Linked DNA regions of Mus musculus: regions 2, 3, 4, 5 and 6 are each linked to region 1. A link is a contact called in public HiCAR-type, HiChIP or PLAC-seq and promoter capture Hi-C data. All regions are on one chromosome and are shown on one strand. The core of a region is the stretch at or near the end of the contact, and the rest is flanking DNA. Distances in the headings are between cores, read along the strand shown. Region 1 holds the start of Ext1 (exostosin glycosyltransferase 1). Region 2 holds the start of Eif3h (eukaryotic translation initiation factor 3, subunit H). Region 3 holds the start of Mal2 (mal, T cell differentiation protein 2). Region 4 holds the start of Ccn3 (cellular communication network factor 3). Region 5 overlaps Eif3h (eukaryotic translation initiation factor 3, subunit H). Region 6 holds the start of Rad21 (RAD21 cohesin complex component).

The links. Promoter capture Hi-C pulls out the DNA fragments that hold promoters and counts their contacts. HiCAR-type assays count read pairs that join an accessible place to other places. HiChIP or PLAC-seq counts read pairs in DNA pulled down with a chosen protein or histone mark.
Region 2: an H3K27ac HiChIP or PLAC-seq map of thymic regulatory T cells shows a contact between it and region 1, with 9 times the contacts expected there. The contact joins the promoter of Eif3h here to the promoter of Ext1 in region 1. A contact is called at or near these places in 3 of 39 promoter capture datasets (liver, pre-B cells and stem cell-derived epiblast-like cells), 4 of 484 Hi-C or Micro-C datasets (B cells, CD4 T cells, CD8 T cells and 1 more), 4 of 115 datasets of contacts at active chromatin or transcription factors (astrocytes, extraembryonic endoderm stem cells, pancreatic cancer cells and 1 more) and 1 of 9 other capture datasets (liver).
Region 3: a contact with region 1 is called in an H3K4me3 HiChIP or PLAC-seq map of forebrain, with 4 times the contacts expected there. The contact joins the promoter of Mal2 here to the promoter of Ext1 in region 1. A contact is called at or near these places in 1 of 39 promoter capture datasets (hippocampal neurons) and 1 of 115 datasets of contacts at active chromatin or transcription factors (forebrain).
Region 4: a contact with region 1 is called in a promoter capture Hi-C map of hippocampal neurons, with 4 times the contacts expected there. The contact joins the promoter of Ccn3 here to the promoter of Ext1 in region 1. A contact is called at or near these places in 1 of 39 promoter capture datasets (hippocampal neurons), 1 of 484 Hi-C or Micro-C datasets (embryonic stem cells) and 1 of 115 datasets of contacts at active chromatin or transcription factors (large pre-B cells).
Region 5: a contact with region 1 is called in a promoter capture Hi-C map of liver, with 4 times the contacts expected there. The contact joins the enhancer-like site here to the promoter of Ext1 in region 1. A contact is called at or near these places in 3 of 39 promoter capture datasets (embryonic stem cells and liver) and 3 of 115 datasets of contacts at active chromatin or transcription factors (embryonic stem cells, extraembryonic endoderm stem cells and pancreatic cancer cells).
Region 6: a contact with region 1 is called in a HiCAR-type map of astrocytes, with 4 times the contacts expected there. The contact joins the promoter of Rad21 here to the promoter of Ext1 in region 1. A contact is called at or near these places in 3 of 39 promoter capture datasets (embryonic stem cells, liver and pre-B cells), 7 of 484 Hi-C or Micro-C datasets (B cells, the N1E-115 cell line, Th1 cells and 3 more), 7 of 115 datasets of contacts at active chromatin or transcription factors (astrocytes, cardiomyocytes, embryonic stem cells and 2 more) and 2 of 9 other capture datasets (adipose tissue and liver).

What each region holds. Positions count from the first base shown.
Region 1 is chr15:53,344,881-53,348,536 of GRCm38.p6, reverse strand. Ext1 (exostosin glycosyltransferase 1) reads left to right here and starts at 2,354. Exons shown (of 11, transcript NM_010162.2): 1 at 2,354-3,656. The coding sequence starts at 3,174.
Region 2 is chr15:51,863,248-51,867,073 of GRCm38.p6, reverse strand. It overlaps Eif3h (eukaryotic translation initiation factor 3, subunit H), which reads left to right and starts at 1,613. Exons shown (of 8, transcript NM_080635.1): 1 at 1,613-1,748. The coding sequence starts at 1,617.
Region 3 is chr15:54,569,086-54,572,909 of GRCm38.p6, reverse strand. Mal2 (mal, T cell differentiation protein 2) reads right to left here and starts at 1,544. Exons shown (of 4, transcript NM_178920.4): 1 at 1,273-1,544. The coding sequence starts at 1,401.
Region 4 is chr15:54,744,414-54,748,318 of GRCm38.p6, reverse strand. It overlaps Ccn3 (cellular communication network factor 3), which reads right to left and starts at 2,409. Exons shown (of 5, transcript NM_010930.5): 1 at 2,282-2,409; 2 at 1,922-2,147; 3 at 296-556. The coding sequence starts at 2,347.
Region 5 is chr15:51,839,460-51,843,343 of GRCm38.p6, reverse strand. Eif3h (eukaryotic translation initiation factor 3, subunit H) reads left to right here. Exons shown (of 8, transcript NM_080635.1): 2 at 720-876. Among named protein-coding and RNA genes, the nearest start is that of Eif3h, 24 kb to the left of the region's middle. Within about 2 kb of position 2,438, at least 10 of the 459 cell types and tissues checked have an H3K27ac peak or open chromatin away from gene starts, as enhancers often do. A contact at or near this core is called in liver, where this site is marked.
Region 6 is chr15:51,990,436-51,994,145 of GRCm38.p6, reverse strand. Rad21 (RAD21 cohesin complex component) reads left to right here and starts at 2,386. Exons shown (of 14, transcript NM_009009.4): 1 at 2,386-2,599. Gm52217 reads right to left here and starts at 3,171. Exons shown (of 2, transcript XM_030248881.1): 1 at 2,357-3,171. The coding sequence starts at 3,077.

The DNA of each region.
Region 1 (3,656 bases), core at 1,105-3,604:
ATGTTCTGGGAGAGGAGTAGACATTCAATACTTAGCATGTAAATTGTGTGGCTCACAGCCACTTAACACTGTAGCTCTAAGAGGATCAGATGCCTCTAGCCTTCACAGTTACCTGCATTCACACACACACACACACACACACACACTTAAAAATAAATCTTAAAATACTAAGACTATTCATTCTGATTAAACAGGAAAAAGAAAAGAAAAGGAACGAAACTAAGGCTGGAGAAATGTCCAGCAGCTAAGAGCACTTGTTGCTTTTGAAGAAGTCCAGAGTTCAATTTCCAACCCCAGCAGGATGGTCCCCACCCATTCACAACTCCAGTTCCAGATCTGACATCCTGCTCTGACTTCCATGAGTATCAGGCTTATAGGTGGTGCACGTACATATATCCAGGCAAAACATCGCTACACATTAAATAAATATTAAATAAAGATATAATAGGTGAGTAGATCTAGTGAAAAAATAGGGTAGGAGTGTTAATGGATTACATTACAAACTGAGACTGGCTGATTAAAAAAACAAAAACAAAAAACATTACTCTAAAACATCACTTCATCAATGAGAAGCTGAGAGTAAGCCGAGATCATTATTCCTAAGGTTCAATTGCAGAAACACGGGCTGAACGTGTTTCCCCTCACTTTCAGTACCATTTTTCTCCTACAACATCAACCACTAATGAACTGAATGCAAAGATGTGCTGTGAGCTGAGGGAACCACAGTTAGACAAGAAAAGCAAGAGACTTTGCCAATGCAGGATAAGAAGAGTCCTATCTTCTACAGGGTGCAGGTTGTTTGACAGCCAGATCTCAACACAAAGAGCTCTGTCTTGAAGACTGTTCATTGCAATCCCCCTGAGACCTGGGGTCACTTGTGGCTCTAATCTCTACCTTTACCTGAACCGTTTTCATCCTGCTCGGAAAATGACTGAACCCTTACTCTTGTTTCAGGCCTCTCTAAATCCTGTGGTGGGGACAAAGTAAATCATGAAAACCTACTTCATCTTTGGCAGGTTCAAAATGGGCAGAGGTTTCAGAATGTACCAAAATATCCCACCCAATATCTCTTCCCTTCTTTATTCAAACAAATCTGAAACAACAAAGGTTGAAAACTTTCCACTCTGCCTTATTATAACCATACCATGGGTACACAACCGGCTGGGGTTTTCAGTAGCCCGAGGGAGGTAGGGATGTGTCTGCTCCCAGCTCACTCACTCCCACAATAAACAATCACTAAACAGCTTGCTGCCCTAGGCAACTGCTTGTCCAGCTTGGCCAGGCTCTGAGGCTAGGGTGGGTAAGTGTTCTAAGCCAGAATTCAGGCTGTGAGGCCAGGTAATGCTTGGGAGTCTAGCACAGCTTGGAGGTCCTGGAGGTTCCTTTCAGAATCATCCAATTAAGTTCACTCAGAATGACAGGGGCTTGGGGCAGGGGAGTCGACAGAAGGAAGGTCAATTGAAGGAACCGTGGCACATTTATTGTAAATACATTTTTTTTTTTTTTTTTTTTTTTGCTTCAAAGGTTCCCTTCTACAGCTAGGGCCAGGTGACATCTTAAAAATACCACCTCAGGAAGAATAACAACACCGATGGGGGCAAAATGAAATGGCTTTCTTTTCAGCCATTAGATCCCTCCCGGCCCAATATCAGTGAATAGAACAGGTGGGAGGGATTCGGGAATGGAAGAGAGGGCACGCAGATCAGATGGCTTTAGGAGGTGTCTTCTCACACTCAGCCACAGATCCATCGGACTGTGACAATTCCTCCTTATTGTTGAGGATTAGGGTGTCTCGGCGAGGAAGACAGAAAAATAGGTGGATTACATAGGGGAATTAGAAAGACCACTTAAACGTTAAAAACAAGACCCACCAAAAAATTGGTCCTCAGCGGGTCCAAGTGTGGGGGGAGAGACATCCCGACCTGCGCTCGCTTTCCATGAAGTCCCCACCCCCCTTCCCCTCGCTTCTCCATTTTCAAGGCATCCTTCTCCAGGAACCGGTCCTCTCAGCCTCCCGGCGGGGAGGCGTTCCCGGCTCGTGGAGACCCGGGGCATCCCGAGCAGCGGGCTGCTGGCCACGTCCCCACACTTCCTCCCGCGCCTCTGGGGCCCGTCTGGTCCGGGTTGCATTCCCGGCCCGGCGTGCAGAAGGCCGGCGGTGGGCGACGCCCGGCCGGCTAGCGCTCCGCCCGCCGCCCGTGCGCTCCTGGGTCCCCGCGCCCGCGCCGCGCCGCGCCGCGCCGGCGCCTCTGCCGGCCGCCGGGGGTTATGAATGGGCGCAGCGGAAGCCCCGCCCCACCCGGACGTGACGCCCGGCCAATGGCAGCGCGGGCTGCGTGGATGGATGAGGTCAGCGCTGTCGTGTCGGGAATGGAATGTGTAAGTGTAACATTCAGAACCGGGTAACATTCGGCGACCGAACGCGGCGGTCGGCAGTGATAGCGCGGGGCCTGCGAAGCACCGCTCGGGGCCGGCACTGCCCGCGGGGAGGACGCGCCGCCGCCGCCGCCCCGCGCCGCCTCGTGCCGCCGGCCGGGCCGCCGCGCGCCCGGGGAGCCGGCCCCGTGAGCGCAGGAGTAAACACCGGCGGAGTGTGGGAGCCGCTGCAGAAGGGAATAAAGAGACATGCAGGGATTTGTGAGGTTACGGCGCCCCAGCTGCAAGATGCACTAGCCGGCTGAAGCCGGGGCGGATTGACTTGTTGGAACCGTAGTGCTCTGCACCGGAGTGTGGATGAGTTGAAGTTGCTTTCCCCGGGCTCGTTCTCCACGCCGCCGAGAGGAATCCGAGCGGAGAGGCAGTCACTTCGTCTTGCCATTGATTGGGTATCGGGAGCTTTTTCTTCCCTGCTCTCTTTCTTTTCCTCCGTCTTGTTGCATGCAAGAAAATTACAGTCCGCTGTTCGCCCGCCCTGGGTGCGAGATCTTCTGCCCGGCTCTCTCCCGTGCATTGTGCAGCCCAAAGATGAAAGACCGAAGGGGAGAAAGTTAAAGAAATCGCCCACATGCGCTGGATCAGTCCACGGCTTGGGGAAAGGCATCCAGAGAAGGTGGGAGCGGAGAGTTTGAAGTCTTTACAGGCGGGAAGATGGCGGACTGGAGCTGAAAGTGTTGATTGGGAAACTTGGGTGATTCTTGTGTTTATTTACAATCCTCTTGACCCAGGCAGGACACATGCAGGCCAAAAAACGCTATTTCATCCTGCTCTCAGCTGGCTCTTGTCTCGCCCTTTTGTTTTATTTTGGAGGCGTGCAGTTTAGGGCATCGAGGAGCCACAGCCGGAGAGAAGAGCACAGTGGTCGGAATGGCTTGCACCAGCCCAGTCCGGATCATTTCTGGCCCCGCTTCCCGGACGCTCTGCGCCCTTTCTTTCCTTGGGATCAATTGGAAAACGAGGATTCCAGCGTGCACATTTCCCCCCGGCAGAAGCGAGACGCCAACTCGAGCATCTACAAAGGCAAGAAGTGCCGCATGGAGTCCTGCTTCGATTTCACCCTTTGCAAGAAAAACGGCTTCAAAGTCTACGTGTACCCGCAGCAGAAAGGGGAGAAAATCGCCGAAAGTTACCAAAACATTCTAGCGGCCATCGAGGGCTCCAGGTTCTACACCTCGGACCCCAGCCAGGCGTGCCTCTTTGTCTTGAGTCTGGATACTTTA
Region 2 (3,826 bases), core at 364-2,863, 1.5 Mb after region 1:
TATCTCCCCAGTGCTGGGATTAAAGGCAAGTGCCACTACCTAACTGGCACAATTTTTAAAACAATTTACCTTTTTTTGTTTTTTGTTTTTTTGTTTTTTGAGACAGGGTTTCTCTGTGTAGCCCTGGCTGTCCTGGCACTCTGTAGACCAGGCTGGCCTCGAACTCAGAAATCCACCTGCCTCTGCCTCCCAAGTGTTGGGATTAAAGGCATGCACCACCACGCACGGCTTAAAATAATTTAAACATTTATATTTGAGTACTTTGGTGCTGAACTCTGGGTCTTTACTTCGGCTGGCTCGTCTAATACAGATCTGGTGATGGAAAGGTAGCTAGTAGGGACTTCTCTGAAGGGACTCTAGCCAGCCCAAGCACTGCAGGCATCGATCTGTTAGGCCTTGCCCTTCTCCCCCCATTCCCTCCATCAAACCAAACCAACAGATTGCATTCCTAAAGCTAGCCAACAAGGTCCATTCCCTTATTTGGCCACTTCCTCCTCCTGTGGATGACTACCAAAGTCCAGCTATCAAAGGAAGTCCAGCACTCAGCACCTCCCTTGGCTCACCTAATTAACATACCCAATTAAAATTAAGCACTTCATCCTAATATGGGTTTTCCCCTTCACCTTTACAAGCTGCCATTGTCACATTTGTGTCCCTGCTTTCCAGAGGCAGTGTCCTGTCAAACTATGTATGTTGTAGGATTAGCTAGTGGATATTTTTTCTTTATAAATACCACACAGTTTTAACTCCCACTTAATTCTTTTGAGAGTTTTATTTCTGCTTTTTAACACCCTGCTACTGCTTTCTAGTGTAACTCTTCTATGATGCACCTTTGATACTTTGTGGAGATTTTCTCTGTGAGCCAGGATGCTAATATTCCTTCTAGACTTGTAGAAGTGGACATTGAATCATTGAATCATTAGTAACATTTTAATCCTTGCTGTCAGATTGATGCATAACAAACCCCAAATAATAGCAACAACAAAAATTAAAGGTTAGCATACAATATTTTCTGCCACAGTGTGACCATTTCATTACTTTTGAATAAGGAGTAGGGAAAAAGTCACTCTAAAGCAGAGAATTATTACAATGGCTTCCTACAACAGATGTAGTGTTTTCCAGTCACGATAATATGTATTTCAGAGCTCATGTCATAGGTCAGCATTATTCGTAGAGTCTGCATTCTGAATACTTACCATGACATCAACTTCCACACTACAACACTACAGAAAAGAACTTCTGAGTATTTTACCCAGGTAAATCTTTCATTTTAGAGACTGATCAAAGTTAACCATGTTTTAGACATTTTCTGTATATTCTGAGTGGGTGTAGAATAATGGCTCTTGCTTCTAAGCTCTTTCTCTGTAGTCAGAGTGACCCTAATCAATTACTGTGGGTTGAGCAGTACGGGCCAAACTCCGCGCGTGCGCAGAGGATTCCCACAATCTCAGGGAGGGTTGGGGGAGGGAGAAACACCACCGAGGAGGCGGGGCCCTGCCCAGCCTGCTTCCAGACACCGCCCCCCCCACCCCCAAAGCCTTAACATAGCGTCACGGAGCCTCGTAGTTCCGCTTCCGGCGCCTCACGCTTCTCTTTCTTCCTGTCTGGCTGGAAACATGGCGTCGCGCAAGGAAGGCACCGGCTCTACCGCCACCTCCTCCGGTTCTGCTGGCGGCGCGGTGGGGAAGGGCAAAGGCAAAGGCGGCTCCGGAGATTCGGCCGTGAAGCAGGTGCAGATCGACGGCCTGGTGAGTGCGGGTTGCGGCCACAGGCCCACGTGTGAGGCTGATCCCTGCCGGGCGCGCTTCCTGCCGCCTTCCCCAGGCGCGGGCTGACCGCGCTCTCCCCTCGGCGCCCTTCTCCTTCATCTTCACTTTTGCTCGAAAGACACCGCAGCCTTCCCTGTTTTCCGACGAGAGACCTGAGTGCTGAGAAACGGGGCCGGAATGGGGGTATGGGACAGCTTGGCGTGGTCTGGCTTTTAGAGGCTCAGGAGAGGAGGGGTTACAACCGAATGACAGTTGTGATGGGAAGGATTTAGGGTTCTGTTTGGGGCTCTAGGGAGAGGAGTGAGGGGAAAGGAAACACCTTGGCTTCCCGGAGGGGCGTTTGCCAAGTGCATTCTCAATAGATTTACTGTGTTAGCGTGTGTTAACTTTACCTGGGCTTGCAGAACTGGGGTAAAACTCTTAGGCAGAGTTCAGCGTGAACCCAAGAAGCCATAGGACACAGCCGTAAGTTTATTTCTGCATAAGATCCATGACTTAGAGTATCTGGGGAAGCTCGGGGGAAGGTAGTGGATGGAAGAGAAAATATGCGAATCTAGAAATGAGGTGGGGTTCTAAGCTTTAGGAACCTTCCTCCTGAAGGTTGTGGTGGCACATGTCTTTACCCTGAGCACAGGTGAGGCCCAGGCAGGCAGAGCTCCACGAGTTTGAGGTCATTTGGCACCGAGATCTTGTCTCAAAAAGAAAACCACAGAGAAAAGAAAAAGGTCATCGTCGTCGTCTTCTTCTTCTCCCTTCTTTCTCCTCCTCCTTCTTTTCTTCTTTTTTCTTTTTTCCCCAAAGCACCCTTTTCTCTCAAACCAGTTTTTAGGTATTATCCATTAGGTATTTTCTAAAGACTTTTTTTTTTTTTTTTTTTTTTTTTCGAGACAGGGTTTCTCTGTGTAGCCCTGGCTGTCCTGGAACTCACTTCGTAGACCAGGCTGGCCTCGAACTCAGAAATCTGCCTGCCTCTGCCTCCCAAGTGCTAGGATTAAAGGCGTGCGCCACCATGCCCGGCTAAAGACTCTTGTAATAGGGATTTTTTAATTTATGTGAAAATTGTGATTGCAGCAGGCAGTGTTTAAGTGGAAATTATTAGTAATTTCACTTTGGACTATAGTTTAGTTAGATTGTCATGAGGCTTTTTTGTGTTTGTTGTTTAATATAACCTGATGTTTATAGACTTAGTCTCTGTGGCCCTAAGAAGTTGGCCTTAACCAGCTTTAGTTACCTCATGTGTTCAGATGGGATTGAGAAGTAGTTAGGCATTGGTGTATCGTTTGGATTATGTGAAAACCTGTATGTGGTGAGCATGGGAGACTGTAAGCTGTGCTTGTTACTGACTGTAATACCTGTGGATGTCAGAGTTTGAAAGATGCAGGGAAGAGCTTAAGTTTAGAAAGCTTTATGCCTCCAGTTAAGTATCACTTGCATAGTACTGTGAAAAAGAAATGTTAGGTTGTTTACTTAGCTGACAGTTTCAGCTTTCAATGGCTTTTTGAGGCAGGTGCCTTTTAGGAATAAATAATACATGTTTAAAGATCGCAAATTAGTTGGTGGGTGGACTTGTAAAGTATCATTTCAACACTTGGAAAGTATTTTAAGTCATAACTTATGTCTTAACTGCATTTTTGTATAATTTGAAACCACTCTTTGAATTACTTGGCTTCTAGAGTTGTAAAAGTCAACAGGTAGGTGTTATAAATCTGCCTGGTAGATGTAATTACAAGTATGTATTTATTTTAGGACTGGGTTTGGACATGGTGGTCCACACCTGTAATCCCAACACTTGGGAAGGTACAGCAGGATTCTGGGGAGTTGTCCAGCAGCCTGGGCTACGTAGTGGGACTGACTGTCAAACACGACACAGTAGAACATACTTTTAGGGCAGTCTTGTAACTGCCGAGCTGTCTCAACAGGAACAGTGTCAGGGTGCCTTAAGATTGCAGCAGGTGGGAACAGACAGGGCCATTTGAGTTCAACCGGCAGGCAGTGGGCCTAGGAAAGTCAAGACACTTATTCTTAGTTCTGGATTCATGGCTCACTGTTTTCTTTTA
Region 3 (3,824 bases), core at 295-2,794, 1.2 Mb before region 1:
CTGCCACCCACCTTAGTCATTCCTACGATGCTGAATTGGGCTCAAATCCGAACCCATGCCAGGGTCTTCTAGTGTCACACTCACTATCTGATCTCAGGTGCCACTGCCTGTGACTCATTCACTTGGGTCTCTTCTTTCAGATTCAAATCTGAGCTAAACCCAAGGTGGCTTGGCTACCTAAGCATAATGGGGCAGAAAACCAATGCCCACAAGGTTTTCAGCTCAGCAGCACAAAAGGGAACCCCGAGTGACCTAGATCCAGGTTATGCAAACTCGCAGGAGTGGATGAGGGTTGACATGAAAACCCTAAACAGAGCAAACAGAACCAGCCGACAGGAATGACACCGCTTTGCTGACATGTCTTTCTATTTGACATTCTCCCAGCATGACGCAACCCCAGTTGCCCAATTTCTATTTGCACATTTCCCCCTTGTCCACAAGGAGCTTCAAAAACTCCCAACTCCACAGCATTCCTTTCGCTAAGTTCAAGTGTCTAGTTCAACAAGGTGGCAGGGCAGGCTTGTGGCATCAACTTGACTTTGGGCGGAGCAAAGTGTTCTGAGGTGGTTTGGAATTCTCAGGTAAACTTAGAAAAGGACAGGAGGTGCAAAGGCAAGAGCTGAGGCTGACTGCCCCACTTCCACTTTGCCCCTCCATTTTCACACCCACTTGATTACACACTGCCTGCTGCACCTACAACCTCACCTTTCTCCCTGCCCTGTTCTTTCTCAATCCAAAGGGCACTGGCTATGGCAAGGGTGAGTCTGGTGAAAACCATACCCAGGCTTCAGCCTCCTCTTCCTTTCCCTGGCGCCTCCCGTCCAGGCTTTCCACATCCTAACAGCTTCCTGGCCACCCAGTCATCAGTTCACCTTTGCACCACCCAACAAAATGGCAGGTTGGCAACGGGAAAGGCCGAGAACGCTGGTTCCTCCTCTAGTCAAACGCAGCTCCTATCCAAAGCCCAGAGTCCCCGAGATCCAACAGGAGAGGGCTCCTGCCCAAGTCCCTAATCATGGGCCCCTAGCCTGATCGGTCTCTAGGGCACATTTCCATTCCAGGCCGGCGAGCAGGTGTCCGCGTAACAGGTGCCAGGCAAGAGGCCCGGGTCCTAAGTGGAGAGGACCCCGAGACTGACTCCAGTAAAAGGCCACTTCTAGAGGATGAAGGCTGAGGGAGGGGTATTCAGAGGGACCAACCCCGGGCTGGGGGCAAGGATGCTGCCTGTCCATGCTCCCGGGACTCGATCTTCACCTAAGCTGCCCCACTTACAATCTCCAGACAGACGAAAGCTCCGGAGTACGTCCTTAGGATGTCGGGGCCAGCGGGCAGGGTGACCCGGGGCGCCGGGAAGGACACGGCAGGGTTCGGGGGCGGCGGGACTGCTCCGCCGGCCGACATGCTGCCGCTGCTACGTCTCCGCGCACCGCCACCGCCGCCACCGCCTCCCGCGTCCCGCCGCCGCCTCCCGGGCTTGGCCGCCGCCGCCGCCGCCGCCGCCGATCCGATCCGTGGGGTTCAGGCGTGCTGCTCGCGGAAAGGGTGTGGCCACGGGCCCTCTGCCGACAGAGGCCCGCCCCGTCACGTGGGCACAGGTGAGCGCGCCTCCGCCCTAGCGACAGTCAGGGTCACCAGCACAGGTGTGGTGCGCCCCAGCCTCAGCGCCAGCTCTGCAGCCCTCCTGGATCTTCAGATCACTTGCTGCTCCTGCACTAACTGTCTGCTGGTTCCCACCTGCCCATCCCACTCAAGTCTCCCCGCTGGTCCTCACCCACTTTCCCCAGTTGGGTAGGAAGACAGAGGCTGTGACTCAGAAGGAAAACACCAAGTTGCCAGGCACACCTGGAAAATGGGATGCCTGTTTTAAAGGCGATTCTAGGGGGATTTTCAGGGTCATGTAGCACATTGGAGTCGTTGGCAGTGGGACCCTGGAGGAAGGCCTTGAGTCATTTCTGTTCTGGTCTCAGAAATCCGTACGAGGATGTCCACCAATGATGGGCAGAAGAGTTAGGTGTACAGGAAGCGATGTAGCTTATAGGATGGTAGCTATTTTTTCCAGTTTTGACGTCAATAATCATACACAAAATGTTAGCTTCATTACGTTTCCACACAGACACTTTTTATTCCATTTTCAGAAAGGTATTCTTTGCTACTGCTTTTAAAGACTTAACAATTATTAAAACAGAACAGGACACTACTACATATGAATCCCAAGCCCCAGTTTCCCCCCCTTGCATTCCCATTTTATTGGTTTTGCTGTCAATGTTCTGAAAGTGGAATGAACAAAGGGACATTTCTCAGAGATCATCTAAAGATAAGTTCCACAGATCAGCACATATGTAGACCACGTTGGTAAAACCTGACCCAGGCATGGGGATACACGCCCGGAATCATAGTACTTCACAGAGTGTGGATTGCCCTGAGTTTGAAGTCAGCATAGACTGCAAAGCTGGTAATAGAATAGCTTGGGATACCTAGAAAGAACCTGTCAAGCAACAAGAACAGCAATCAAGTATGTGGATATGTAAATGTGTGTCTACTATACACATATGCATGCGTGCACACATGTACACGGACACACAAACCTATTCGAGTATCGGACATTCTACAAATTGAGTCTTGTTCTGATCTATTAAGTTTAGCTCTTGAACTGTGAGTTGTTCCCTGCATGGGTTGTCAGCAGGTTTTACCCTATGTCTTCATTATTTTAATAATCGAAACTCTTAGGTGTGGTGGTGGCACTACAGTAAAAGCCACAAAGGAGGGTGTGGATGAAACCTTGTTTGGGCTTCCTGACACCACCACCTGTTAGTCACCAGTTTCTGGCAGTTCGTGTGTGCTGGCTATCTAGTAGGAAACCTCAACTTCTCTGTATTGCTTTGTTCAATCGATGAACTTTTCTGTGTCCAGATCCTGATTGGCAAGAGATCTTTATATTTTATTTTCTGCCTAGGCAGCCCTTAAAGGATCTTCAAAGGTGAGGCCACTCCCGAGAATTTGTTATGGAAATGCCCAGTAACTACATACAAGGTACCAAAGTGTTGTGGTGAGTGAACTTGGAATGACCTTGGAATTTGTGGATCCATTAACGACCTAAAACTTCACCTGTGTATATTTTAAAGGTGTCACCAAAAAGAACACAGTGACTACACCCTTTCCAGCACCTACTTTGCCATAACTGCTTTTGTACCCACCCCTACCTACTTTGGTTTCCCAAAGTCAGGAGAATGAGAGACTGTTATGTACCTCTCTCCTACAGAATAGCAAATCTGCTCCATAACTAATGCTCTTTCTGGAATGGACTCCCTTTCCATGATCACTATCTATATCAGTATTGTTTTTCTTGATGATCCCAATTTCATCTCCATGATGGCAACTCTAGCATCCGTTCCTTCCATGATTATTTCTTTCTCCACAAAATCAGCTCTGAGTTCTTAATAGTGTCATCCTCTTATCCATTTCTATGACCTCTAGCATGCCTTACTTTGCTGAGGTTTGGTCTTTTGCTATGTATTGTAACTCTGGTCCCCACAGCCTGGTTGCCCCCAGAGACAAGAGAATTTCCACATACACAAAGTACTGTCATGTGAACCTGTCACTTAAATTAACACCATTGGTTGAATAAAGATGCCAACAGCCTATAGCTAGGCAGAAGTTAGGTGGAGTTCCAGTTCCCTGGGCTTGGGGTCTGAGGAGAGACCACAGGGAGAGAGAAGGTGGAGAGTGAGAAAGACTCCATGGGATAGGTGAGTCATGAACACATGGCCGTGAGGGCTGGCCCATTGAATGTAAGAGCTGCCCAGGTGGAACCTAACTTAGAGGGT
Region 4 (3,905 bases), core at 1,160-3,659, 1.4 Mb before region 1:
TCCTTCCTTCCTTCCTTCCTTCCTTCCTTCCTTCCTTCCTCTCTCTCTCTCTCTCTCTCTCAGAAGGCAAAAATGAAACACTGTGGCTGTCTCTATTGGGCCCCTTTAAAACAGAGGCTGTGCGCATATTTCAGTAATCTAGCTCAGAGTTAAATAAATGATGCGTTTGATCTTGTTTGGGCGATCTGTAGTTCACAATGGGATGGAAAGCAGCGCCTCATCTTAAATCCCAGAGTCACACCTGCATTGTGACTAGATTTCCCCTTAACTGTCCCACGTCTGCTGGGTTTCTCACCTGGAAGGGCCAAGCCTCCCAGCGTCCCCTGCGTCCCCTGCTCGTCTGAGCCACAGGTCCACTTTTCGCAGCACTCCCCTGGCACTGCGACTTTTCTCGGAGCTGGGCAGTCAGGACCCGGCAGTAGCACGTCTAGCTGGCAGCGGGGCAGACAGCCAATCTGCCCATCTCTGCAGGTGCAGAAGTACTGACAGTTCGGCTCAAACTTCTCTCCGTTGCGGTAAATGACCCCATCGAACACACAGTTGTCTCCCTCTGGAACTAGAATATTCAGGCAGGAAGGCAAAGGGAAGAGGAGAGAAAGAGAGAAACGTGTAATTCAACTGGAAGCTGTGTAAAATGGTAGGACATGGTCAGAAGTTCTTCATTTTCTAGTGCAGATGACTGGCTTAGTATATGTCTTAAAGAGAGATAAGTCCTTGCGGTTGCTTCCAGAAGGAGGAGAAGGCACCAATCCCACCTGGTCCTCCTTTCTTCACCTAGTTCTCATGAGTGAGCAAAGAGGACTGTAAATACTGCAGACTCTGCACATGGCAATACACATATTCTGGTTAATTGATGGCTTCTGACACATCTCTACTTCCTTTCAAAAGTACCTACCCCGAAATGATTTCATTTCTAAGACAGAAACACAGAACAAAGACCAGAATAGATGCTGAAGTCATGCTCCAGAGACCCTATTCTCTAAAGAAGAGATGGTCTCCAAAGAGTCATCTTCTGTAGTAGTTTAGGATTTACAACCAAATAGGTTCACTGGTCAGATTGGGAAAGGCATTAAGTTTTCTTGATATTGAAGCACAGTATGTCACCACTAGCTGAAAGGGAGGGAGGGAGAGAGAGAGAGAGAGAGAGAGAGAGAGAGAGAGAGAGAGAGAGAGAGACAGAGAGAGAGAGACAGAGAGAGAGAGACAGAGAGAGAGAGAGAGAGACAGAGAGAGACAGAGAGAGAGACAGAGAGAGACAGAGAGAGACAGAGAGAGAGAGAGAGACAGAGAGAGAGACAGAGAGAGAGAGAGACAGAGAGAGAGACAGAGAGAGAGAGAGAGACAGAGAGCGCTTCAGACTCTTACCAAGGGTGGTAGGTATGACCCTAATTACAGTACCTGATGGGAAATTGATCTCCCATTGATTACTTCCCATAAGTCTCGGTTGGTGAGTTGCCTGCATTTTATTTTACTGTAGCTCAGATTGGAGTGTCATAGTCCTCCCAGGAGAAGGAGTTGCTTTGGCTCCAATTAGGACAATTACAGGTGTGAAAGCAAACTCTCTGGGCTGCTGCGGGTGGGGGGTGGAGGCAGAGGGGGACTATAGACCTGGGGGTAAGCTCATACTTCCATCACCCCAAGTGTTCCCCTGGAGCTGGCCAAACTCTGGCCCTTAACTCTGTTTTCATCCCTTCTCTAGGCGGCAAGTGACCTACCTGCACGGTGCATGTTTCCTCTCAGCCTGATACCCGGTACATTGAAAGCTCTCCACACATGTCAATTACTGTACTGCACTATTGCTACAAATGTTTTTGCTTAGTTCTCTGGGAAAGTAAAAAAAGAGGGCCAAGTTTCACCTAGCTGCCAGAGGAGAGGTCAGGCCAAGAAGGGGACAGCAGGGTGGGAATGGAGGTAGGATTACCCATGCAAATGCCAGTCTGGTTGTTGGGGTCTGCGCTGCGGTCACAGTAGAGACCACTGCTCTGGTCACAGGGTCTCATCTCAGAACAACTCTCCCCGCGCTGGCGGGCGCACACCGGACAGCAGGAGCAGCCGTCCAGCACCGAGCGCACCCCGGGGGCGCAGGTCGGTGATATACTGGGGCACTTGGGTGGGCACCGAGAAGGGCAGCGCAGAGATGCAGAGACCTAGGAAGATCGACGAGACAAGAAAACGAACTCAGGTTATCAGGGGCGAACCAAGGCAGGGTGAGCCCGGGACGGACCAGAGGCAGTCCAGGAGGTCCAAGTAATCGGGGGCATCTTAAGCGTGCGCCACTTACTTGACTTAAGAGATGGAAGAGCAGGAAGCCTAGGCAGAGGCATCGCTTTCGCAGGAAGAGGCTCATGTTCTGCCTGCTAGGGCTGTTACAGGCTGGAGATGGGACTGCCCCTTCACCCAGGTCTGGCTGAGCGGCGAGCGCCACCCGTGCAGGTTTTATAGTGCGCTCCAGGGACGCAAAACCGGTTGGCTGCACTGGGAGGAGGGGGTGGGGTGGGGGGAATCAGCTGGGTGGGGAAATAGAAGGAGCTCCGCGGTTGCCTTGGTGATGGGCCCCAAGGCAGCTCTCCTTAGGGCGTGGCGCCCGGCCTGAGTATGCCTCTGTGTGTGTGTGTGTGTGTGTGTGTGTGTGTGTGTGTGTGTGTGTGTGTGAGTGAGTGGACTGGCTTTTCCCTGAGCACAGGGAGGGACTGGGTGGAGCCCGGAGGCCAAGACCCCGAGCCAGCTACAGCTCGTGAGAAGGAAACACCCTCTTCCTCTGGGTGGTTGCTTCACCTTCCCCCTGACACCGCTACTTCCTAGCACCCTCCGCCCTCACAGTTCCAACCAGAGCTACAAATGTGGAGCTCTTGATCGGGATGCTTAAAGTTTGGAGCCATATGAGCTGGGCAGGGATTGGCCAGAGGCCCAGAAGTTTAGTCATAAGGGAAGCACATGCAAGTTTGTCACCCTTTATTGGGGGACTCTTTGAAATATTTTGAGGGGGTGGGTAGGAGGAAAGGACACGACACGACACACACACACACACACACACACACACACACACACACGAGGGAAATGAAATAACAGAAAAGAGTCACTTCATCAGAGTTGGGGGCTGCTATTGGCCAAATGGCCAAATTCTTCTGATTGTAATCACGCCAAGATTTGCAAAGTCTTAAAACCCAAGTTCTACATGCTCAGTAGAAATAAACATGAAACAATGGAACACAAATAAAAACGGGAGCAGGGAGACGTTTTCTAGTAGAGGAAAAGTCTTGAAGCATCTGCCATATGACATCAGATGTAAAACTGCTTCTAACTGCCTCACTGGCTTGCACTCAGTGCCCCATGAATGGAGCAGGAGCCTGAGAGAGGATGCTTCCTGCTTGACTTGACTCTCCAGCTGGCATTCATTTGCAAAAGAAAAAGGTGATGTGCTGAGGTATGCTTCCCTTCTGTCAGAAGAAATAGAGAGCAAGTTTGACCCCTTCAAAAATGACCAGCAGGCAGTGGCGCACACCTTTAATCACAGCACTTGGGAGGCAGAGACACATGGATTTCTGAGTTCGAGGCTAGCCTGGTCTACAAAGTGAGTTCCAGGACAGCCAGGGCTATACAGAGAAACCCTGTCTTAAAAAAACAAAACAAAACAAAACAAAACAAAACAAAACCAAAAAAGTGACCAACAGATTTAAAACATGTTTTCGCCTTGACTTCAGTATTATGCCCCTTGGTGGGGAGGGACTATGCGCACGCAGCCCTCTTGAGGATAGCTACTTCAAATCACCAAACCAAACCAAATCAACCAACCAACCAACCAACCAACCAACCAACCAAACAAACAAAACACTTGGTGAGCAAGATTATACAGGCTTGTATAGCTCTAGACTTTACAAAGAAACAAATTGCCCTTGCATTACTGA
Region 5 (3,884 bases), core at 1,189-3,688, 1.5 Mb after region 1:
TGCTACTTGACAGATGCTCTTTGTGAGTACTTTTTCAGACAAATGAATTTATTGAACCCAATTAGTCCTCACTGCAGAGTTGTAAGCTTTCTCGCCTATAATAACTAACCCTTACCTACTCATTTCTCTGTCTGCTGTATTTATTTAGCAGGCAATCAGACCTCTGTGCATTTCCCATCTCATTTGGGTATGTTTGATGGGTGAGTGGTCTTGGTCTTTATAAGAAAACAAATTGGGGCTGTTCAGGAATGCTAAAGAGAATGTGAGATAGACTTTCCATGTTTCACCTGCAACTGCTTGTTTCAATACTTTAATAGCTTTCTTCAGCCTCACTCATTCTATGAAAGGAAATAGGGTTATCCTCACCTGGCTTTTTGGTGAAAATACACTGGTTCTGGGCATTAACACACCTTTTGCATTTGTAGATCCTGGTTTTTAAGGAATCTCTTGTAACTTTTAAAAAAATCTACATTAATTTCACATGTCTCCTGATATCTGCTTCCTTTATTTTAACAAATGTCTGGTGATCTCATTAATAGGGTTAAGTATCCAAGAGCCTCCTGTGAGCTTTATTTAATAAGGCTAAAGGAAATGATTTGCAAGACAAGTATGTATTTCTGTGGTTATGCAAACTCACTAGTGGTTTTTATTTTTCCCTTAGAAGTAAGTAAAACATAAAGTAGAATGGTTTTTAAGTTCTCTTTTGTATTCTCTTTTAGGTAGTATTAAAGATAATCAAACATTATCAAGAAGAAGGACAAGGCACTGAGGTTGTTCAGGGCGTGCTCCTGGGTCTGGTTGTGGAAGACCGGCTAGAGATTACCAACTGCTTCCCGTTCCCCCAGCACACGGAGGATGATGCTGACTTTGATGAGGGTAAGGCTATGGGCTGCTGTCAAGTGTGTCTTTGCAGTGAACACAAATAGTGTTAGCTCATTTCTCACTGGAACCTTCCTCTCGTACTGGGTTTGCTTAAGTTTTTATAGTTTCTGGAAAAAAATGACATGTCTGTGCAATGAGAATTTGTATAAAAAAGTTTTATTTGTCCTGTTTGGCATCCATTGTCTTCTGTTTTAAAGTGTTTAAGAAGAGGTAAGTTTTGCTAGCTGTTTTAGAAAGATTATCCTTGTAGTTTAAAGATTATACCAGCCACAAACACTTAGGAGGCAGAGGCAGGTAGATCTTTGTGAGTTTGAGGCCAGCCTGGTCTATAAAGCGAGAGCAAGGGCTTTGTTATAGAAAGAAACCCTGTCTCAAAACCCCAAACCAAAACAAATCCAAGTTGAAAATAATTTCTTTTCACTTTCTTGAGCTCTTAGGACACAATTTATATGTAATTTCTTTAACTTTTTAACTGTCACTATTTTATTTATTAGTCTCTTAGAGACTTGAACATATTATAAATGTAAGGTATATTTTTGCAGAGGTTGATTCCATTATTCCCACCATCCACCTGGAAATCAGCTTTCATTTAGTATCTCCGGAAAAATCCCATGCCTGACTTTGTTTCAGATACGCAACTGCTCGTGTGTCATTTTAAAACTTCTGTATAAAATGGATTTTTTTTTTCTGTTTTAAACAGGCCAGTTTTCATCTGGATTACTGTAAGCTTAAACACCTTTGATAGGATTAATGTTGGGATTTGTGTGTAGTCTGTTAATAGCATTACCAGAGAGATCAATTTTTCTATTCAGCATATCTGGAAATAATTTAATATTCACTATTTCAGGACTAAGGGACAAGTGGTTGTTGATACAGTTGTTTTCTCTTACAAATGAGTTGTAGAGTTTTCTTGAATAAGTGTGGCTGATGAGAGCACAGACCATCTCAGAATATACAATGCCATTACCTGGTTTTGTTGGGTGGTTGTTATTTTTAAGTAAAATTCTTTTGAATATAAAGAAATGATGTTTAGTGCACTTATGCTGTGTAGTGTTTTGTTAATTTTAGAGTTTGATCACTGGACGGTAGCCTCTTATGAGTTTAAGATAATTAGCTAGTGAACATGTACTTTACAAAGCTTGTGTCAGGTTTTAAGTCAAGAAGACACTTGGTTTAGCATTTAGTAATACAAATAATTTTTAAATCCTGGGCATTATGTCCTGTTCTGCTTAATTTAAGATTTCTATCAGCCCTATTCTCTGCATTAAGAAACTGAAGTGTGTGTCAGAGATTAAGATATGTTGACTATAAAACAGCATAATTCCATATCTAATGTCTATTTATGTACAAGTTTCAATCTCTTGGTTTACCTTTAAGAGCTAACGAGGGGCTGGGAAGGTGGCTCCGATTGGTAAGCCTGTCACACACAAGCGTTGAGAACCCAAGTTCAGATCCGCAGCGCTCACATAAAGCTTCTCTGTGTGGTGCACATCTGTAACCCCAGATCCTGGCGAGGGCGCCGGGCAGAGAGCCGAGCACGTCAGTGAGTAGCCAATGAGGCTTCAGGAAGACCCCGCCATTGACCTTTGGTCTCTATGTGTGCAGCACCGTCCCACACACAGACAGACAGACAGAGACAGAGAGACATGCAAACACAACATTCCAGTGAGATTCATCACTTTCGTTATACCTGTGAAAGTATAACATAACACTCTGTATTTCTTCATAGCCTTAGGCGATACATTTGAATTTCGGTTACCTAACCCATCTCTTTTCTTAACAATCATCAGAGTGTGGTCACCATAGGTTTTTTTTTTTTTTTTTTTTTTTTTTGTCAAACTTAAATAAAAATGAAATTTCCCACTATGCTTGGGTATTTTAGAATAGTCCTAAATGTGGATTATTTTGTGTCATGATAAAGACCACTTGTTTTACTCCCTTGTTTTTCATTATTCAGTGCCTCCTCAAATTGGTATTTATTAAGAAAGACGTCATTTCTTTGGCCACCAATTTTATGAAACTGAAATATCAAGTATTTCATAGTTATGGCATTATGTAACTTGGGTTTCTTGAGGTTTTTGTTGTTGTTGTTGTTGGGATATGGGCTTCTTTTGTGCCTTTTATAAAGTGAGGAATTTTAATCTGTGCTACAAATGAAATATTAGCAAATGCTTTAAACTGCGTTGACAAGCTGATTCCTGTACCTGCTGTTGTAAATAAAGTTTTATTGGAAGGCTGTCCTATTTGTTTATGTATTATTCACTCTATTCCTGCTATAGATGTTAGATCTATACAGTAGCCTTATTGGTCCGTATCCTAGATGTTATGTTTGGGCTCTTTGAAACATTGTGACTGGTAATATACCTTTCTTACTCCTTGTTCTCTTCCTCTTGTTTGGGCACAGAATAGGATGATAGTAAATCTGTGCTCGCTGTAGTTGTTCAGTGCTTATGTCTTCTGGGCGATGCACTTAGTTTGCCCAAGTTCAGAATATAGTGTGAACACCAAAATGAAAGCTGTAGTACTGTTGGTGTCACTTCCCTGGCAACCCTGGGAGGTGGCAGAGTAGGTAGCTCTTGCTTTAATTTTCTCACCTTTTCTTTTAAAGAAAACAACACACTCTGGGTTGTTGATGTTTAGTGGGCTTGATTCGCAGGTGTCAGCTTGTGCCTGCACTGTGAAAGAAAGGTTCATTCTCCTGCGACGGTCAGTAGCCCACGGTCAGTCAGTTTCTGTCCTATCCTAGAGTGGCTTTCACTGGGCGCATGCTGATGGCTCACTGAGTGAGTACCAGAAACCTGGTGGAGACAGTTTTCTTGGGATAAAACTGCTTGCCTAGTGGTCTCTTGAATTATGTGTTATATTATTATGTTATTATGATACTGTAAAACCTAGAAATGTGTCTGTCTTCTTTGTTTCTGTTATGTTTTGTTTTTTGATGCAACATAGGTAGCTTTTTGAGTGGTCCAGTTTTGCTCAACTTACATTATAGAATTTGCGTT
Region 6 (3,710 bases), core at 1,137-3,636, 1.4 Mb after region 1:
AATACTATATTGGTGGTATCCTTTCCTCAACTGGTAGTAATTTAATACATTTTAAATGTTTGTTTGTTTGTTTGTTTTTCGAGATAGGGTTTCTCTGTATAGCCCTGGCTGTCCTGGAACTCACTCTGTAGACCAGACTGGCCTTGAACTCAGAAATCCGCCTGCCTCCGCCTCCCAAGTGCTGGGATTAAAGGTGTGCGCCACCATGCCCAACTAATACATTTTTTAATTTGTAAATTTTTTAACATCATAAGGTCTTCCTGACATTATTTTAAGAGCTCCACCCCAGCTCTATTTGCCCATTTGTCAATAATTTTTCTAGGCAGTTTTGCTGGATAAAAGAAACAATGAATACCAAACTGAAACAACACACCTGGAAAAAATACTGTCAATCTTATTTTATTAAATTTCTGTTATAAAAATGGTCACTGTCAAATATTTCCAGGGAGGTAACTGAAATGTTCTTGGTATTGAACTGTTAATATGATGAAGTTTTTGGACAAAAGTCTTAATGATCTATAAGGCTCTAATCCAGGTTCTGCCTCCCCCCCCCCTTCAGTTCTTTGTAACTCAAATCAACATATGCACTCTCCATCCTCTCTAGGCCCACTCCTGAACCCAGATGATTTTGATTTGGTGATTCACCCATATGCCTGGGCAGATCCTACACCCAGCCTTGACATGGCCTGTGAAATCCTGTTCTCAGAGTTGACTCAAATCTTTCCTTTCCCATGAGGTGGGTGTAACTATGAATTAAACTTAAATGTAACACACACACACACACACACACCCCGAGGGATTATTTTCACTCATTTAATTCATACATATTGTATTGTGTTGGTATTTGAAATACGGACTGTTATCCCTAACTTCTTTGCTTCTCTATGTCTGTGCCTGATTATATTTTACTACATATCTTATCCTTAAATGACATTTCTTATCAAAATCCAGATAAACAGCAAAATCATTATCAGTGTTTTATCAGTGTTTTAAACCCATTTCCTTCTGCTTAGTCCAAGACCTTAAGGCATTTTACTTGGGGAGTTTTCTTTATTAAACAAATGCTTTTTTTTTTTAAACAAATGCTTTATACCTTATTTTTTTCATTTACTGTAAAAGCTTTAAAGTTATGCCAAAACACATTGTGATATTCCCAAAAATCTTGTCAATCCTCTTACTCTAAGCTTCCTACTTACTCTAGTGTTTTTGACATATATAATCCTTTTTCAAGAGTTGATCAGTTCCGAGGAACAGCTCTGCAAAACTGTGTGCAGTTCTAAACCAAAATCTGCTACTGTATGTTTTATAATCCTCCTACCGTTTTCCTCTCTCAAATGTGTTGTGTGTTATCATGAGACAGACAAGCAGAACAGAACTGCTTTATAAAAAGGCTTTAGAGAATGACAGCAAGCAGTTTCTCGGTCAGTTATTAAGTCAAATCATAAAAGTCATTACTACGTAGCCAAAAAAAGGAAAGTGGATTATTTTCCAATGAATAGAGGTGAAATCTGTTAATTAAATCTGTCCTGTCAAAGGTTTGTTAAGCAAACTGCCTAAAGTTGACACACGCACCTTCAGCAGGTGTTTCCAAACTGTCAGTAGCTAACTCCCACAGTAAGAAATTTACTGATGAACCATAAGCAAGCATCTGCTTCAAAGAATCAAATGTTGTTTTGTTGGTTTTTGTTATTGTTGTTTTGGTTTGAGATAGGGCTCCTCTGTGTAGTATTGGCTGTCCTGGACCTTGTGACCAAGCTGGTCTTGAACTCACAGAGATGCACCTGCCTCTGCCTTCCGAGTGCTGAGGTTAAAGGCGTGTACCACCACCGCCAGAGAATCAAATGTTGTTAAAGGGAACTTTCAAGAACATATATGAGACTCCATGAATGGGAGACCAAAGTTAGTTTAGGAACTGCGTGTAAAAGGAATCTACTCTCAAAAAATTTCTCCCAGGGCCTCGGTAGCATGCTTTTTGCTGCAAACCTAATATAAGCACAGGTTGGCCGAACCAATTAGGCCTTACTTTTCCAGCAGCTAGCTTAAGATTTTTGTTTCCTTCGTCGCTGTACAAGGTCATTAAAATAATTTTTATTTTTGCCGGGCGCAAAGAAAACTGGCCAACAGCAAAGACCTGCTTTAACTCGAGTTCAAGTTAAACCCCAATTAGTTACACGGTGTTGCGCAGGCGCTGCATTTGCCAACTCTGACGCTCCGCAAACCTCTTCAAGGAACCCTTTGCGCCTGCTCCGTGGCCAATAGGTGGCTGGTCCAGAGACAAGGAAGTGGTCAGCGCGCCTGCGCCGCCCCTTCTGTGGGTGGGGGGCGGCTCCGGCGGGTTGCGCAGGCGCACACGTACCTTTTTGACCGTAAACATCCTGCCGATTTGAACCGAGGATTTGGGCGGCCGGAAGAGCCGCGCCGTAACGGCCGCCATCTTGTTTGTTTGAGTGAATCGGAAAAGGAGGCGGCGGCCGTGGCGGTGGCGGGAGCAGCTCCGAGGCTACACCGCACAAGGGCTCCCCCTCTCCCCGCCCCCTCCCCTGACCCTTCCCCCCCTCCCCGGGCCACCCACCCCTCCCGGCTCCCCGCCGAGATCCAGGTAAGCGATCGGGCCGACCCCTCCTCGGGCTCTGGCTCCCTCCCCGGTGCTCTGCCCCGCCGGGTTGCTCCCGGGGCGCGGGCTCCGCGGCCCGCAGTTGCGGTGCGAGGCGGCCGGCGTTGCGGCCCCCGAGTGCTGCCAGCTCCCGGGCAGCGCCCGGCGACCCCGCGCTCTCCGGGCCCCCTACGTCCCGGGGCCGCCCTCGCCTGGGGGGGTTCCTCGCTGCCCCGGGGCCGTGCACCGCGCCTGCTGACTTCCTAATGGTTCCGCCGCAGTCCAGGGCCCACAAAAGCGACCCTCGGCCGCGCGGAGGTGGGACAGCGGGATCCCGGGGCTGACGGGGAGAGAAGGGGAGGTTTGAACGAGCCCGCTCTCGGAGCTGGCCGCCCCCTCGGGGGGGAAGATGGCTGTCTGCAAAGACGCGGGACTCAGGGCGGGAGCCGTCAGGGAGACTCCTGGGCGGGCGGGCGCGGTGCATCGGGTGTGGAGTCCGGGGTCCGGGTCGCGCCAGGCGTGTGCTGGCCGCAGGGATCGTGGACTCACTCGCCTGTTCTTCTGTCTCCCTCAACCGGATTTCTCTATAATGTATATATTTGTGTGTTGGGCATCTCAGAAATTGGACCGGCTGTTTTAAAACACGATCGAATAACATTGCTTCCAAGAACATGAGTGTAGCTGGTATTCCCCTTAACTTTTCTAAACTTTTTTTTTTTTTTTAATTTCTTTAATGGCTAAGGATCGAGTGTTGTAGAGACGTTCCGAGGCTGGGTGCCTTTTTCGTGGCACAGAAAGGCTTTGAGTAGGCTCTGCCAGGATAGTGTAAGGTGACACTGTCGAGGTGTTCAACTAGACCAAGCGGCCTTCTTCAAATTTAAGAGGGAAACGCTGTGGACGTTTTCTTCGTGCTCTCTGATTTGTTAAGCTGTCTTCAGCGTTCCAAAACGCGTTGGTGTTTGAATGGCTTATGGAAGTGGCTTCTGTACTTCGGCTTCTCTTTACAAAGGAAAGTTAATATTTGCTCTCCTTAAACTGTATTGGAAGAGCTTCGGCGTCGTCCCGTCCCGTGCCCACCACCCCCACCAAGGGTGCAAAATCCTATTAAAAATCAAAT